Regions from separate parts of the Hordeum vulgare genome. Here region 1 is linked to region 2. A link is a contact called in public Hi-C data. All regions are on one chromosome and are shown on one strand. Each heading gives the region's core, a stretch centred on a gene start, on an enhancer-like site or on the middle of the called end of the contact. The rest is flanking DNA. Distances are from core to core; before and after follow the strand shown. Region 1 holds the start of LOC123442923 (serine/threonine-protein kinase tricornered-like). Region 2 holds the start of LOC123442919 (protodermal factor 1-like).

The links. Hi-C and Micro-C count contacts between places; a contact is called where the count stands out from the background.
Region 1: a contact with region 2 is called in a Hi-C map of leaf, with 8 times the contacts expected there. The contact joins the promoter of LOC123442923 here to the promoter of LOC123442919 in region 2. A contact is called at or near these places in 5 of 6 Hi-C or Micro-C datasets (leaf, seedling and an unstated tissue) and 1 of 1 datasets of contacts at active chromatin or transcription factors (embryo).

What each region holds. Positions count from the first base shown.
Region 1 is chr3H:50,070,737-50,078,334 of MorexV3_pseudomolecules_assembly, forward strand. It overlaps LOC123442923 (serine/threonine-protein kinase tricornered-like), which reads left to right and starts at 5,195. Exons shown (of 13, transcript XM_045119105.1): 1 at 5,195-5,536. The coding sequence starts at 5,349.
Region 2 is chr3H:49,861,360-49,868,582 of MorexV3_pseudomolecules_assembly, forward strand. LOC123442919 (protodermal factor 1-like) reads left to right here and starts at 5,101. Exons shown (of 3, transcript XM_045119103.1): 1 at 5,101-5,235; 2 at 5,551-5,779; 3 at 5,866-6,346. The coding sequence starts at 5,118. The coding sequence ends at 6,187. It overlaps LOC123442920 (a long non-coding RNA gene), which reads right to left and starts at 4,927. Exons shown (of 2, transcript XR_006630541.1): 1 at 4,836-4,927; 2 at 3,875-4,695.

The DNA.
Region 1 (7,598 bases), core at 3,945-6,444, 210 kb after region 2:
TAGCTGTAGCTGCATATATGCGACTAATAACTGGACGGAGACGACGTTGGCCGACTGGCGTACGTCGGATTTGTCCAGGCCCAAGTGGCCGTCGATCGCGATGTAGTAAAATTTAGGAAAATTCGATCCGTGAAATGAAATGCGCTCTCTCTTTCTCTCTCGTGTCCATTGTGCTGGGTCATACAGTCAACCCTTGATCTGTAACTTGGCGGACTGCTGATGACGAGGCTGCCCGTACGATACGTGCATACAACGCGCGCGTAAACCCATGATGATCCACAAACTGCGTGCTTCCGTTCATTTCGACGGTGACCCCGGCTGGTCGACGCGACCACCAGTCGCCGTCGCTTTCTCACCTGACCCGTAAGCACACGCCGTGTGGCGCGGGCCGATCTGACTCGGACCGCGCAGCTAGCTTCGACCTACGCTGATGGTCGGCCCTGACCAGGACTGCGACGTGCATGGAGCTTCTACTACTACTCTTGTCGGTGCACCATCGGTCCATGTCTCCATATGCATATCAACGCGGTGGCTTCAGTTTTGTGCTGATTACGGAAGGAAGCAAAGCGTTGTACAACCGTAATCAGTTGGAACCTTTGCTTTCTCCAAAGACGGACTCACCATTATTTACGCACTCAAGGCATCCATCATGAGATCATCGTAGCAGCTAGTAGCATCTCAGCCAAAGGTCACAGCAATTCAACCCACGGACACCTGCTATGCTACTGGTAATATTCTGTAGCTGCTGCGCAGTGAGCACGCGTGTGCTGAAAACAAAAGGAGCAGAGAAAAAAACTTGGAGATGGAACATGGTCAGCGGCCTTTATCCATCCATCCATCCATCCATCTGAAAACCGAAGGGGAAAGTACCTAGACATGAGCTAGGCTAGCGCTTCCCTTTTCTACGTGGTACGAACGTGTCTACAGCTCATCTAAAAAAAAAAACATGTGTACAGCTACGTACGGAGAAGAAAGTGTAGTTGTATACAACATGCGGCACGACATCGTACACTAGGACGTGTTTTTTTTTTGTCTTTATTACATCTATATATATGCCTGAATTAGGCCTGGCTGAGTAAATATATTGGCTGCATATAGGTGTTGGCTGCATCGTGGAAACAATTTTTCGTTTTGTGAACTATTTTGGGCTGGGCTGATGCACTGCATGATGTTTGATGCACGGTCTATGTTATGCTTGTCCCTTCTTGTTAGTGATGATTTTACCAAGCAAGACACTACATATAAAGTTCTAAATAACATCGTTTCAGTCTTAGCTAGTCCTTCATCCTAACTACTAGTTCCTCCGTCCTGAAATTCTTATCTTAGATTTGTGTAGATATGAATGTATCTAGTCATATTTTAGTATTTAGATACATCCATTTTTAGACAAACCTAAGACAAGAATTTTGGAACGGAGGGAGTATTAAATTACAGTACAAATTAACAGTCATATGTCTTGATAGAAGAAATTTCATCAGTGTTGAAGAGGGAATTCAATTCTCATCTTCTTCACGCTATTGTTGCTTCCTCTTCTGCTGCTGCTTCTTATTATTTTTGTTGGTATTCTTTTTCTTTTTCATATCCTGGTCTCTCTTATATTTTCTCATATTATATGAGTCCACTCTTACATTTTGCTCTTTCAAACTTCATTGTCAAATGCGCCCACGCCATGGCCGGAGGCACCAACATCATGAGTCATCACAATATCCTCCTCCGGCACAAGCTCGTCACAACCCCATTTTAGGATTTAATTATGAAGGATGCAACTTGTAAGGACTACTGAGCAAGCTTACCCTGGGGGTGGAAAGGATGGAATTACCTCTAACCTAGGATCTTAAACCTATTCTCGAGAGTTCCAAATGCCCACTCAACCACTACTCTAAGGCTAGAATGTCTGAACTGAACAATTCATGCGCAGTCCTGTGATGATACCTGGAAGAGAACTCGTTAAGATGGTCTATGATTTTTTTCTAAGGATGGACGAACACCAGACTCACATGCATACTAGCATTCCTATGTTGAACTTGCCATCGGGTCGAGCCATATTGTGAGCACGAATGTTGCCATGATGGGTCGATCCTTTCCAACCAGCTAACTCATATGTGAACTTCATATTGAAGTCAACATCAACATGCACATTTTGCATGTGTAGTACTTTTTACCCATGTATGCCACAATACGTGACCTCGGCATTTTAGCAGTCACATGAGTACTGTCTATATTGCATCAATGTAATCCTATGATGGCATGAAAACATAGTATTATGGATTCATTAGAACAATACGGGCATGTCAGTGCATGAAATATGAATGATGCTCACATTGAAATACGAACATCGTCTTGAGTTGTTGCGAATCTTGCTAAGAGTTTGCCCAATTGATGTCATGATCATCTCTTATTTCCCAATAGCATACAAGACTTGCTTGTAGTACCTAGAAATGGTCTTCATTGATCTTCTAAACGTGTTATGAATAACCCCGAACCTCTGATTATGACCTACACCATGAAGAATTATGGAAACTTTGAAGGATCGAGATGAACCTGGGGGGGGGGGTGAATAGGTACAATGATTTTTTTTTAAATCTTACTTACCATTTTTTGACAATAATCCGGAATATGGAAGTGATCCTAACAATTTAAAAGGTGGTTCTAGTGCTAATCAATATATGCAACCACATCAAGTAGTAAGGTAGGCAAGCGCAATATAAACAAAGTGAAGACTACGAGACAAATAACCACAAGTGGGGAGTTAGGTTTAGGGATAACCGCAACACTGGGAGACGAGGATGCATGCCAATGTTCACTTCATTGGAGGGAAGCTAGTCAGCGCTGGAGGGTCGGATGTTACGAGGAAGGCACACCAACTCCACAAAGGCTCATTGTATTCTCCTCTTGAGACAACACCACAAATGCTTTCTCAACCACTAGTGGTAGACCTTGAGGTGTTCTCCAAATCTTCACAAACTTTTCGGTGGTAATCACAATGAACGATTCCTCTGTGAAGAAATCCCACCACCCATGAGTCTCCAACCTCCAAGATTACGGAGAACGAAGGGGAAAACCTCAAGACTTGCTCAAATCACAAACTCCTTTGGTCAAGAGAAGTGGAAGGAGTGGGTTTATCACTTCATCAGAGAAACTCTCAAGAACTCTCACAAATCCCTCGGGGATCTAGGATTTGGTGTATGAGGATGTGTGTGTGAGAGAGTAGTATGTGTTCTAGGTTTAATTCGAAGTGAATGGCGAACCCTCTATCAGATGGGTAGAGGGGCATATATACTCAAGAAAACTAGCCGTTTTTGTGTAAGAGGCAAAGTCGGGACGGACATCTGGAAGTTGACGAGACAACCACAAGACAACAAGTACTTGAAGTGTAAAATATAGAGCCCAAATATTCGGGGATGCCCGGACATCTAGCCATACCATGGGGACCATATATTCGGTCGAGGGCCAAACATATGGCCAACAACCTGCCAAGAAGCGCACCTCACTAGATCATCGACTCCGGATTTTCTGGAGGGGCCCAGGCATCAGGGGCGATACAAGGCGTCAGACATCCGACCAAGAATGAGCATGCCTACTGGCCCCCCTATGCCAGAATTTCGGGAGGGGGTCCGGACATCCGGCTGGTGGCCGGACATCCGACCAACTGGCTAAAAACAGTTTGCTTCTAGATGCCTTTGGCCGGATTTCTAGCTAGGGCCAAGACATCCGGCCATGAGAGAGGGAATTTGGAGCATCGAGAATTGGGATTGAATTTGGAGTATGTCAATCTTTTTGTAGAATAAGAAGGAATATTTGGTGGGGTGGATAGAGAGAAATATTTGGGAACCATGATGTCATGAGCAAATCTTTCACTAACTCTATTGATCCCCTCTTAATAGTGTGGGATCCATATACTCAAGAATAAACGGAGAATGAAACTCATAAATCCTTTGTTTCTTCCTTCTTGAATCATATCCATTTCATTTGTATATGATCCACGCAAACATGGTCTCAAGGTGACTAAAATCTAGGATTTACTTAACAAACATAATTAGTCCCTATATGTACATTGTCATCAACATAAAAAAATGATGCAAGGGCATGATTGCACTTCCATACTTGCTCTTCCACAAATATGTGGATGCTATCTTCTAGCAACAACATGCTCCTAAAATTCTCCACAAGATTGGTAAAAAGTGCTCTTCACATTCGAAGCGTTCATATAGCCTCTACGTCATTACAATCGTAGATGTAGTTTAAATTCATCATCCTCTCCTTATCTCAGATAAACCTTGGACCGTAAAGAAGGGCATGCTTATCACTTCGACGAACAACTCAATTGCGAACTAGCATTATTTAGGCTTGAATCACAACTATGAGTGGTATCGTGTGAACAACCAGCTTCATATGTTAATCCATAACCTAATGGCGATATGATGGTGCGATGAGCAATTATGAAATCGACCATATACTGTACTTAACAACATAAAAGAGGAGGAGGGTTGTATGTTGCTTAGCCCCTTGGAAACCAGCGAACCGCCCATGACGCAGACGAGGAGAACGAGACGGAGACGGAGATGAAGGGGAGAAACAGGTCCTGCAGACGGAGACTAAAGTCGCCGCGCCGCTTCCGCATATCCGAGCCCCGTCGCCAACCAATGCAAGAACCGTGTCTCGGTTTGTTAGCGCTAGAGGCGAGTGAGTAAACTACTGTGTGATGGGAGTGGGGGTGGTGATGCTACATTTTGGGCCATCTCGCGTCGGCCGACTTTCGTCTCCCGCCATCTCCGTGTCGATTTTCCCTTCACCACCGGCGCGTACGATGCGCCTTATTGTGCTCGACTCAACCTCTCACTCTAGCGAGTTAGGCTCCGGACTACTTTGTGGTACGTGCACATGCGGTTTAGGCCTTCATGTATGCCATCAGACGGGTTTTTCTTGCACTCAGTGAGCCTGTTTGGGGTGGTGCAGGCTATCAAACTCAAACGTGTCACTAACTAACAAGCGGAGGCAAAATTCAAATGTGGCAAAAGAAAGGAAAAGGAAGGGAGAGGAAAAAAAAAAAAAAAAGCCCGAGCTGTTCCCGTGCGCAGCTGTCCGTGCAACGGAGTTAAGCCTCCGCCATGACACCAAACCCGCCCCGTTAACCTCCCGTCCCGCTGCTCAATCAGCCGGCGCGGTGGACGGCCGTATATATACCCCGGCGCGCACAGCGACAGACGGAGGACGCCGACCCGAGAGAGACCGAGGGGCAGGAAAGGGCAGCAAAAGGGCCCCCGGAGAGCGAGACAGCGAGAGGTGTAGGCACGCAGGGGACGGGCCAGCAGCCAGCGGCCAGCGGGGAGGTTGGTCTTCTTCGCGGGATGGAGAGCGAGATGTCGGACGCGCCCCCGGCGGCGGCCGTCGCTGAGCCGCTCGCCGCCGTGGCGGAGGAGGGCGAGGGGGAGGGGGAGGCCTCCACCCTCACCATGGAGCGCGTCGCCGCCGCCAAGAAGTTCATCGAGAACCACTACCGCTCCCACATGAAGAACATCCAGGAGCGCAAGGAGAGGTACCGATCGGATCCCGCCCTCCGCCTTCCCGCCCCCGGTTTTAGTTGCTGCCGCTGCGCCCGCCTCGGGCAGATCTCGCGCCCCGGAGCTCGATCGAGGGGGTTCGAGCTCGGTTGGGAGCGGTTCGAGCTCGGGGTTCTGGAGCTGGGGGCTTGTAGCTGCTAGATTCGGGGTCAATTCTTGGGGTGGGTGCCTGCGGGGAAGCGGGGCGCGCGCGGCGGTAGCTGTACCGGCCATGGTCTGGAGGATTCCTAGCGTAGTTTGACCTCAGATTTTGCTTTAGATTCTCGAGTTGTTTATTTTTAGACAATGAGATTCTCGAATTAGTCGAGCTTGTCACGCAATTTGGGGCCCGAGTGGCCTGATTTAGCTCTGATTGGTAAGTTGGGATGGGCAGCACTTGATTCTGTAGGTGCTTGGAATCATCAGATTCTGCTCAATGCACCAAGTAAAACTCAAGTAAAAATGGTTCAATCACTGGGTATGGAGCAGTTATTGTATTGTTCCATTTTTGGCACGAGAAAAGCCGTTAAGCCGAGCTCCTCGTAATAGCTACTGCCTTGCTTAGTTGGATAGCGGGTTTGGAATGTTACTGTTGTGATGGTTCTCGGATGATGATGCATGGATGCTACTACCGTGTATGTTTTAAGGTTGCATCGGTATTTTTGTCCTATGTGATATTTTGTTATTGCGTGTATAATTAGAGTGTATAGTAAGTCGGCTTTTAGTTTACAAGCCAACAAATGGTTCCCTTTATTATGTGACGGTTTTGTACCATCAATGTACTGTTACAGATTCATGTGATCCTTTTATGAATGGGTGGTGGACACGTGGTCCATGGCATAGCGTATGCATGTCATATAATTATGCTAGTACGAATTTAGCTTGGAGCCAGATGTGTACATAATAACCATTTCAGTTTAGTATGTGTTTGTTAGAGCTAGAATCAAAGAACCCTGTTTCCCTTTTATCAGACATGTTTTAGGTGTGGACAACATTTGATTCTGCTAGTTGTTTGGAATGCTTCGTCTCTGCTCAGTGCACCATGCTGTTGGTCAAATTGCTGACACGGAGTAGTTATGTTCTGTTTTTATGCTGCAAACCGTTGAGCTAACTTCATAGTAGTGACTACTCCCTGCTTAGTTGGGTTATGAAATTTTGTGTCTTGCTGTTGTAAAGATTTTCTTGCAGGATAAATGTACAAAATTGACCTGAGGGAACACAACATGATTTTTCTGCGTCAGCATACATTGTTTTGCAGAGGTCAAATATGTTGGAAGTAAAACAATGTGATGAAACACAATGCAGAACATTAGATGAAAGAAGTTGATGTCATATACCTTTTTTAATGCAATGGCACACAGTGGGTATGTAATCACCAGCCATGGTGTTGAGGAATTCTAGTGTGGTATGACATCAGATGTTGCTTTAGATTTTCGAATTATTATTTTAAGACAATGAGATCCTGGAATTAGTACACAGTTTGGGGTTGCAGTAGCCGGATTTAGCTCCGGTGGATAAGTTGGGGTGAGCAGCACTTCATTCTGTATGTGCTTCAAATTCTCAGATTCTGCTCAATGCGCCAAGTAAGAATGGTTCCAATCATGGGGTATGTAGCAGTTATTGCACTGTTATATTTTTGCCATGAAAAGCCGTTAAGCTGAGCTCACCGTACTAGCTGTGGGTTTGGAATGTTACTGTCGTGATGGTTCTCTGATCATGATGCATTGATGGCATGCTATCGTGCATGTTTTGAGATTGCGTCGGTATTTGTCTTATGTGGTATTTTGTTCTTGTGTGTATAATTAGATGGTATAGTACGTTGGTTTTAGTTTACAAGCCGACAAATGGCTACCTTTAATTAGGGTATATTACGTGAGGGTTTTGAACCGTCAATGTAGTGTTACAGATTCGTACGATCCTGAAATGAATAGGCGGTGGACACGTAGTCGATGACATAGTGTATACATGCGATGTATTGATTATGCTAGTACTAATTTAGATTGCTCGGAGTCAGGTATGTACATAATAACCATTTCAGTTTAGTATGCATTTGTTAGA
Region 2 (7,223 bases), core at 3,851-6,350:
TAATTAGGTATGTCCAACACCATTGTTCCATCAACAATGTGCTCTCATTGTTGCCGACATCCTTGATACTTTAATAATGTCCTATGAGCAGGAAAACGGATCATCGTGCAATACATGATCTAATCTTAGAGACGAGATTATGAACCATTTTTATGTTTACGTTTCCACATATGCAAAGTTCTCCCTTGAACCTCATATTCAAAAACCATTGCAATTATAGAACAATAATACAAAGATTAGTTACAAACATGAAAAATAAATAATTATTTTATTGTCGTTAGGCTATATTTTCAATAAGTCCTGCTCATGGCAGGACTGCTTGTGGTGGCGGTCTTCATTAGGAGGCACTTGATGCAGTCGTTGGTGATCCAGCGCGATGATCTTCAATAGTGAATTCACTGGCCTGGCTAGGTCACCAGAGAAGAGGGAGTCGGTGCATGGTCCTGGACGACAACGAGCTCGGCATTAGACTCGAACATGTCGTTCAACTACATGGTTGATTTCTTGTTCCTAGGTATTTTTAAGGAGTTTTATGAGTTTAGTTTGGGCGGCAAGGCGATAGTCGTGCTCTAGTGTAGAAATAATGTGCTCCCCTGTTCTTTCCCGTTCTGTTGGTATGCTAATCGCCAGCGGAGGGTGTGTAAAGTTGTGTTTTTGGTAGGTCTTTCAGGATCTCGTCGTTTTATGTTTTAGGTGCATCCTTCTGGAGTCAGTCAACCTTCATGGTCTTCGAAGTTTCTATAGGCCCTTATCAGTGTTTTCTTCTCTAGGGCAGCTATTGCCTCCTCCGAGGCAGACCACGGCCATCAACGTCTTCTGGTCTGCATCGACGACTTCTCGGGCACTGCTTCTACAAGCTACTGGGTTTATAAAAATTTGCTTCGCCGAGACGAAACCCAGAGGCGGCATCGAGCTATACTCACGGTTCGTCGCCGGTGGATAAGAATTCAACACCCTCATGGATTTAAATATAATTTTATTTTTCTATATGGTTGTTCATGTGAGGACATGTGATGCTTAATACATGACCTTAGGCTTTTTGAGAAGAAAAAGAAAATCTTGTGCGGGCCTGTTGTGATTTTAATTCCCTATATGCATGTGTATGACATGTGATGCATGCATGGACTATGGCTTTTTCGGAAGAAGAAAAACTATTGTGCAGGCCTGTTGTGTCAGCAGATGTGAAGTAGAGACCGTCATGGTAAATACCACGAGTGGCGCTAAGCGTCATCAAATAAAAGGAAAATAAAACTGAAGATAAAATGCGAGCGATAAAATATGTGTGTTCCAAATTTAAAAGGCCCACAACAATTATCAAAGTAACTGTACCCTTTGAAAATGGCAGCCATGGAACGAGATTCCCGGGTACCTTCAAGGCCCTCCAATTCTCAACCTCTTTGCCGGCAAATGCACGAAAGGTCACATGGAGTCCCGGTGCTCAGGGCCAATCGCCCATTGCGCAAGTAGATGAGCCACAGTTCTCTTGGACCATTCTTCTATTATTGGCTCCTAAGGCTTCCTCCAATGCAAATGTGCTAAGAGCAAGTACAATAAAGCTGAGTCATCTGGCTATAAGGAATAAACTAATATATTTTTGTTTAGTTAAAGGAGAGAGAAGGTAAGCGGGCTCTTAGCTAAGAGCCAGCTCTAGCACGTGTTCCTAGGCATTTTGTGAGTATAAAAGGTGGACCATATAATAAAGACGTAGTACACTTTTGCAATGAACTATTGTACATGTTGGCTATAAGACGGGTTATAGGTGACATGTCAATGGCTTATAGCCAGCAGCTGGCTATACTATTGTACTTGCTCTAAGTAAGGTGCTAAGAGCATTAAATATGTTAAGCAACCATAATCTTCAATGCATTGGTGCTTAGTTTGTTGTTGCTAAGGTTGTCTCATTTAATTGTTTAGCAACTAAAGTCTTGCATGCATTAGTTCCCTTCATTTTTAATGTTTTGCATAGGTTCTCATGACTAGCACCTTCTGAGGGCATCAAACTCCTCTCTCTCTCTTCTTAATTAGATTGTCACATAGGATTTTTTACCTTATTGGCATGCTTAGCACCTATCCAAAGTGAAGCATTGGGAGCAGCCTAAACTGTGATTCCAACTGTTGTTGCATATAGCCCATTGTTGACAGAGATCTTGACTGTGGCATTTTAGATATACTCCTCTGTTCCTAAATATACAAGTCCTTTTAAAGATTTCACTACGAACTACATACGAAACAAAGTGCATCTACATTCTAAAGTATGTTTATATACATTCGTATGTAGAGGGTGTTTGGTTGGGCTTCCTACCAGCTTTCTACGCTTTGAAGCCGGCGGCCCAACCAAACAACCAACTTTCGTCTCGATTTTGACCCGCGGCTGCAGCTCTTTTACACGCGAGAGGAGAAGCTGGTCGCGAGCAGCTTCGACCGCGTTCCCCCGCGGTGAATCGATCCCACGCCCTCCCTCCCCCTGTGACTTCACTGTAATTACAGGAAAACTGCCCCTCCCATATAAACGTGCAAAGCCTCCCGTTCTTTTCTTCTCCCCACCCATTATCCCCCGCGGGTAGGGGGTGGAGCAGCAAGGGCGGCGCTAGGGTTTGTGCGGCTAGCCTCGTCTGCCGTCGGAGATCGAAAACGCCGATGCCCGCTCACCCTCGCCTCGTTTGCCGCTGGAGACCGCCTTCCTCGGTTCGTCCGGCAGCCCTCGCCCGTCGTCCTCGCCTCGTCCGCCCGCCCTCGCCTCGCTCGCCACCGGAGACCGCCCGCCCTCGCGTCGCCCGCCACCGGAGACCGCCACCCTCGCCTCACTCACCTCCTCCACTTCCCCCTCCTGGCCTTCTCAGTATCTCCACGGTCTGCCCAAGGTAGCCCCCTGTTCTTCTTTTTTCTTTCCTGTGCATGAACTGCGTATGAAAAATAGATGCATATATGTTTGTGTGTGATTCTATCGGCACAAAAATACATGCCTTCATATGTGATTCTATTAGCAGAAAATACATGTATATATGTTTGATTCTATGAGCAGAATAAAATAGATGCCTTCATATGTATGCATGCGTTCATATGTATGAATGAGGTTTACTTTCGTCGTCGTTGGGTGGCTGGACTCGACACATGACACAAGGATTTTGAATCATACCCTGAAGAAGTATGCACATAAGTTCCATGTTCCTCCACATGGTACTACCAAACAATACTCATATTCAAAGCAATTTAGTTTCAAATTTTGTTTTTGTAATGCTAACTTTGTTATAATTTTTAGGCAAATACTACCTTGTCGATTCGGGCTATCCAAACCGAAGTGGGTACCTTGCTCCATAGAAAGGCCAAACCTATCGTATACCGGAGTTTCGCAATAGGCGGAGAGAACAGACGGGGAAGTATGAGGTATACAATCATGCTCACTCTTCACTTCGCAATGCGGTTGAACGCACATTTGGTGTGCTCAAGGAAAAGTGGTGCATCTTAAAAAAGGTGCCAAAATTCAAGCCTAAAAGACAAAAGAAGATTATTGTTGCTTGTATGGCGCTTCACAATTATACTCAGAACACCAAGTTACGTGACAAAGAGTTCGATAAGTGTGACGCGGATAAGGACTACATGCCACATGTTTTGCGACAAACTGTACCACTACAAGGCGATAGCGCCTCATCTTTACTTGATGCGATAAACATGAATGATGTTCGTGATAACATTGTTGACTCTTTGTTTGCCGCGACACGAGGATACTATCTTATGGGAGAGCCAGTGATGTCTTTTGGTATAGATATTGATGTATGAACAGGTAATGTCTTTTGGTGTAGATGTAGGAAATAGGAAGTATAATTTGGTATAAATATGTGAACAGTGATGTACGAACAATGTTCATTATGATGTATGAACAACTAATGTTATATATGAACAATGTTAGCAATTATCACATTTTAATTACCTCCAAAATACATACATCAACTAAAAATAAATGAAACGTGTCAAAAAACAGATTATTACCATGATATCAGGACATATATACCGTCTCAGCATCTTAGGGGTATTCCAAACATTTACTCAAAAGCCACAGCTCAGACAGCCAATTTATCAAACGACAACACTGCTCACAGCAGCTTTTCCACAACCCATAGCTCACAGCAGCTTTTCCACAACCCATAGCTCACAGCAGCTTTTCCACAACCCACAGCCCAACCAAACACCCTCGTAATCCATAATGAAATCTCCATAAAGACTTACACCCCTCCGTTCCTAAATATAAGTCTTTCTAGAGATTTCACTAACGACTACATACGGAGCAAAATGAATGAATCTACACTCCAAATCATGTCTACATACCTAGCCTTCAATATCGATGGTTTCTGCAATTTACTCAAAACCCTTGTAGCACAAGTCTGGTAATAAGCAAAACTTACTTTTTCACATTTATCTAAAGCAGGCCGAATCCTCCACACCACATTCCAGTTGGACCAAAAGACAGCTTCAGTAATACAAACAGATGTAAGAGTGAAACGGATTGGGATCATCCAGGGCCTCCACATTCTAGTAGAAGCAAGAAAACATACCCCACCATGTTTCCATTGGATTTCCCAAGTCAGAGCATCAAATCCAGCTCGATGCATAGTTTAAGTACACCGAGTAGTTGGCAAGCACCGATCACAATTAAATCTTCAGGGACCGGAAAGTATTCCATTCCGAGTGGAAAGAAGCCTGTCCAAAACACAGTGAGGATATTAATGCGACGGCCTTACGCAAAGCTCCAGTGTTCCCAACCATCTACCAACAATATGAGGCAGCTAGCCAGAAATCCAGACGAAGAATTGGGTTAAAACAGGCTCTAAAATACTCACCGTGGGAGCTTGGTCATGCAAAACTTCAGAGATGGCAAGCAGATCACCGTCATGCCTGTCTAGCTGGACGAATCGAAGGCATTAATTGACAGCCAACTACTAACAGTGTGATGAACATATACAGGTCCATGCCTGCAAATGCAATGGAATCATCGCAACTGTAGAGTGCCACTCATGTATATATAGGCATCCGGAGACCCTTCAGTTCATCAACCCAAGCATCTCCATCAGTTCAGTTCAGTTGCTTATTCTGTTGTCTACTCTGCACATACTGAGAGCAAGATGGGTGGCAAGGTTCTTCTGATGAGTGCTGTCTTGGTGGGGCTTGTTTCACTGAGCTCCTGCAGGAGCCTGGGAGAGTTGCATGAGCAGAAGACCTACTCTTCTTCTACGCCCCACTGTATGTTTTAACCCCATCCCTTCTGTGCAGAACTGTGTTTATTACTACTTCATACAATAGCACCGCACTGCATCCACTACAGTGATCCATGGTCCGTGGATAAGCAGATCGCTGCATACCACATCTACCTAGCTAATGCAAAATATGAAATGAATTCATGCTATCTAGTTGCACCTGTTGATAACTCGTTCGCATGCTATCTTAGTTGCACCAAATTTCCATGGCCATCGGAACACATCAGGCCATATCACAGAATGGCAATAGCTGCAATAGATTTCAGAGTACTAATAGTTGCAATTCTGTATACCTTACCAGATGGGGGCTCACCAACTCCCTCGCATGGGTCAGGAGGAGGCTACAACCCGACACCGACACCAACTTACGGTACTACACCAACGCCGACGCCATCTTACGGCACTACACCGACGCCATCTTATGGCACTACACCGACGCCATCTTACGGCACTACACCGAGCACCCCAAGTACACCTTCCCATGAAGTCCCTGCAAGTCCAAAGAAGCATGGATTCATTGGATCCTGCGAGTAAGAGCTAGAATTAGTAAACAGCAGAAATATCAAACATCACAAAACAACGTTTCTTAAATGGTTTTCTTTTGCTTAAAATGCAGCTTCTGGAAGAATCACCCAGACGCTATAATTGCAGCTATTGGGTCCCTTGGCAACATCGGCAAGACATTTGGTGCTGCATGCAGTATGATAGGTGGCAAGAAGCTAGGAAATATGCATGATGCACTCTCAAACACTAGAACTGATGGTATTGGCGCCCTGATACGCGAGGGGGCAGCTGCATACCTCAACTCCATTGTGAACAACAAGTTCCCATTTACAACCCAGCAGGTGAAGGACTGCATCGTCGTGGCCGCGACCTCTGATAGTGCTGCTTCTGCCCAAGCTGGGGTCTTCAAGAAGGCAAATGAATCCCACTACTAGTTTTAGTCATGGGTGTTTCTTGGCTAAATTTCTTCCTACCACGCATTTTTCTTGATTGATGCTATCTTGTGGCTTGATATATTTATCGTATTTTTTTTTGATTTATCATGTATATCACTATCTAATATATTCTGAGTGTAATAAATCCATCTTTTTCCATTGCTTGATATCAATGTTACTATACTGGATTAATAACAGACAGAAAAAACTATGTACTCCAAACACCACAAAAGAGCAATAATAAATCAAACACCAGACTAGTGCTACTCAGTTTACAACACAAGAAGTTTATAAATGTTAGCTGTTTAGAGCATGTTCTTTTGTATACGAAATATCACCGTCTCACCACACCTACTTGTGGCCTTGCCCTTGTGGCAAAGTGTCAAGCTAATACTTTATGTTGCTAGCAAACTGTTTGCCACACCATAGGCAAGTTTTGGCAAAACATTGTGTCCAGGACAGGTGCGCTACACTACATAGCAAGAAACTATGGCATGAAAAAACTGCATTGGAATGGCCAAACATGCCTAGCAAAGGTTTCACAAATTGACAAAGCGGTCTAACAAATGCCACAAAGTTGGTTATTCTTAGACTGCATAGTTAAATACCTACAAACCTTGTTTTTGAATCCCAGAAAAACCTGTAATAAGACCATCTTTTCCGTTGATATCCTAAATTTCATAGTTCAACCTTTCAATCTTGCTCTTGAACCCCAAAAATCCTATGACAAAGGCACATGTTGCCGATGGTCAGAGAAACAAGTGTGATCATTCAGAAATTTGGATAACTCATCGGACAACTAGACGTTACAACAAAACTTCACACAAAACAAGGGATTGGTGTTTGATACCAAATAAATCCAAGAACTTTCAAGATGAGTCGAAGCTTTCCCTTCAGTACTTCTCCAAAAGAGTCAATTTAGATGTCAAGTAAAAGCTAAATGTTAATTTACTCTGGAAGAAAATTTATTCAAACCTCACTTGAGGTCAGTCTATATTTTGGTGTTTTCCTTTAATTTTGACTTATGAGCTCTAAG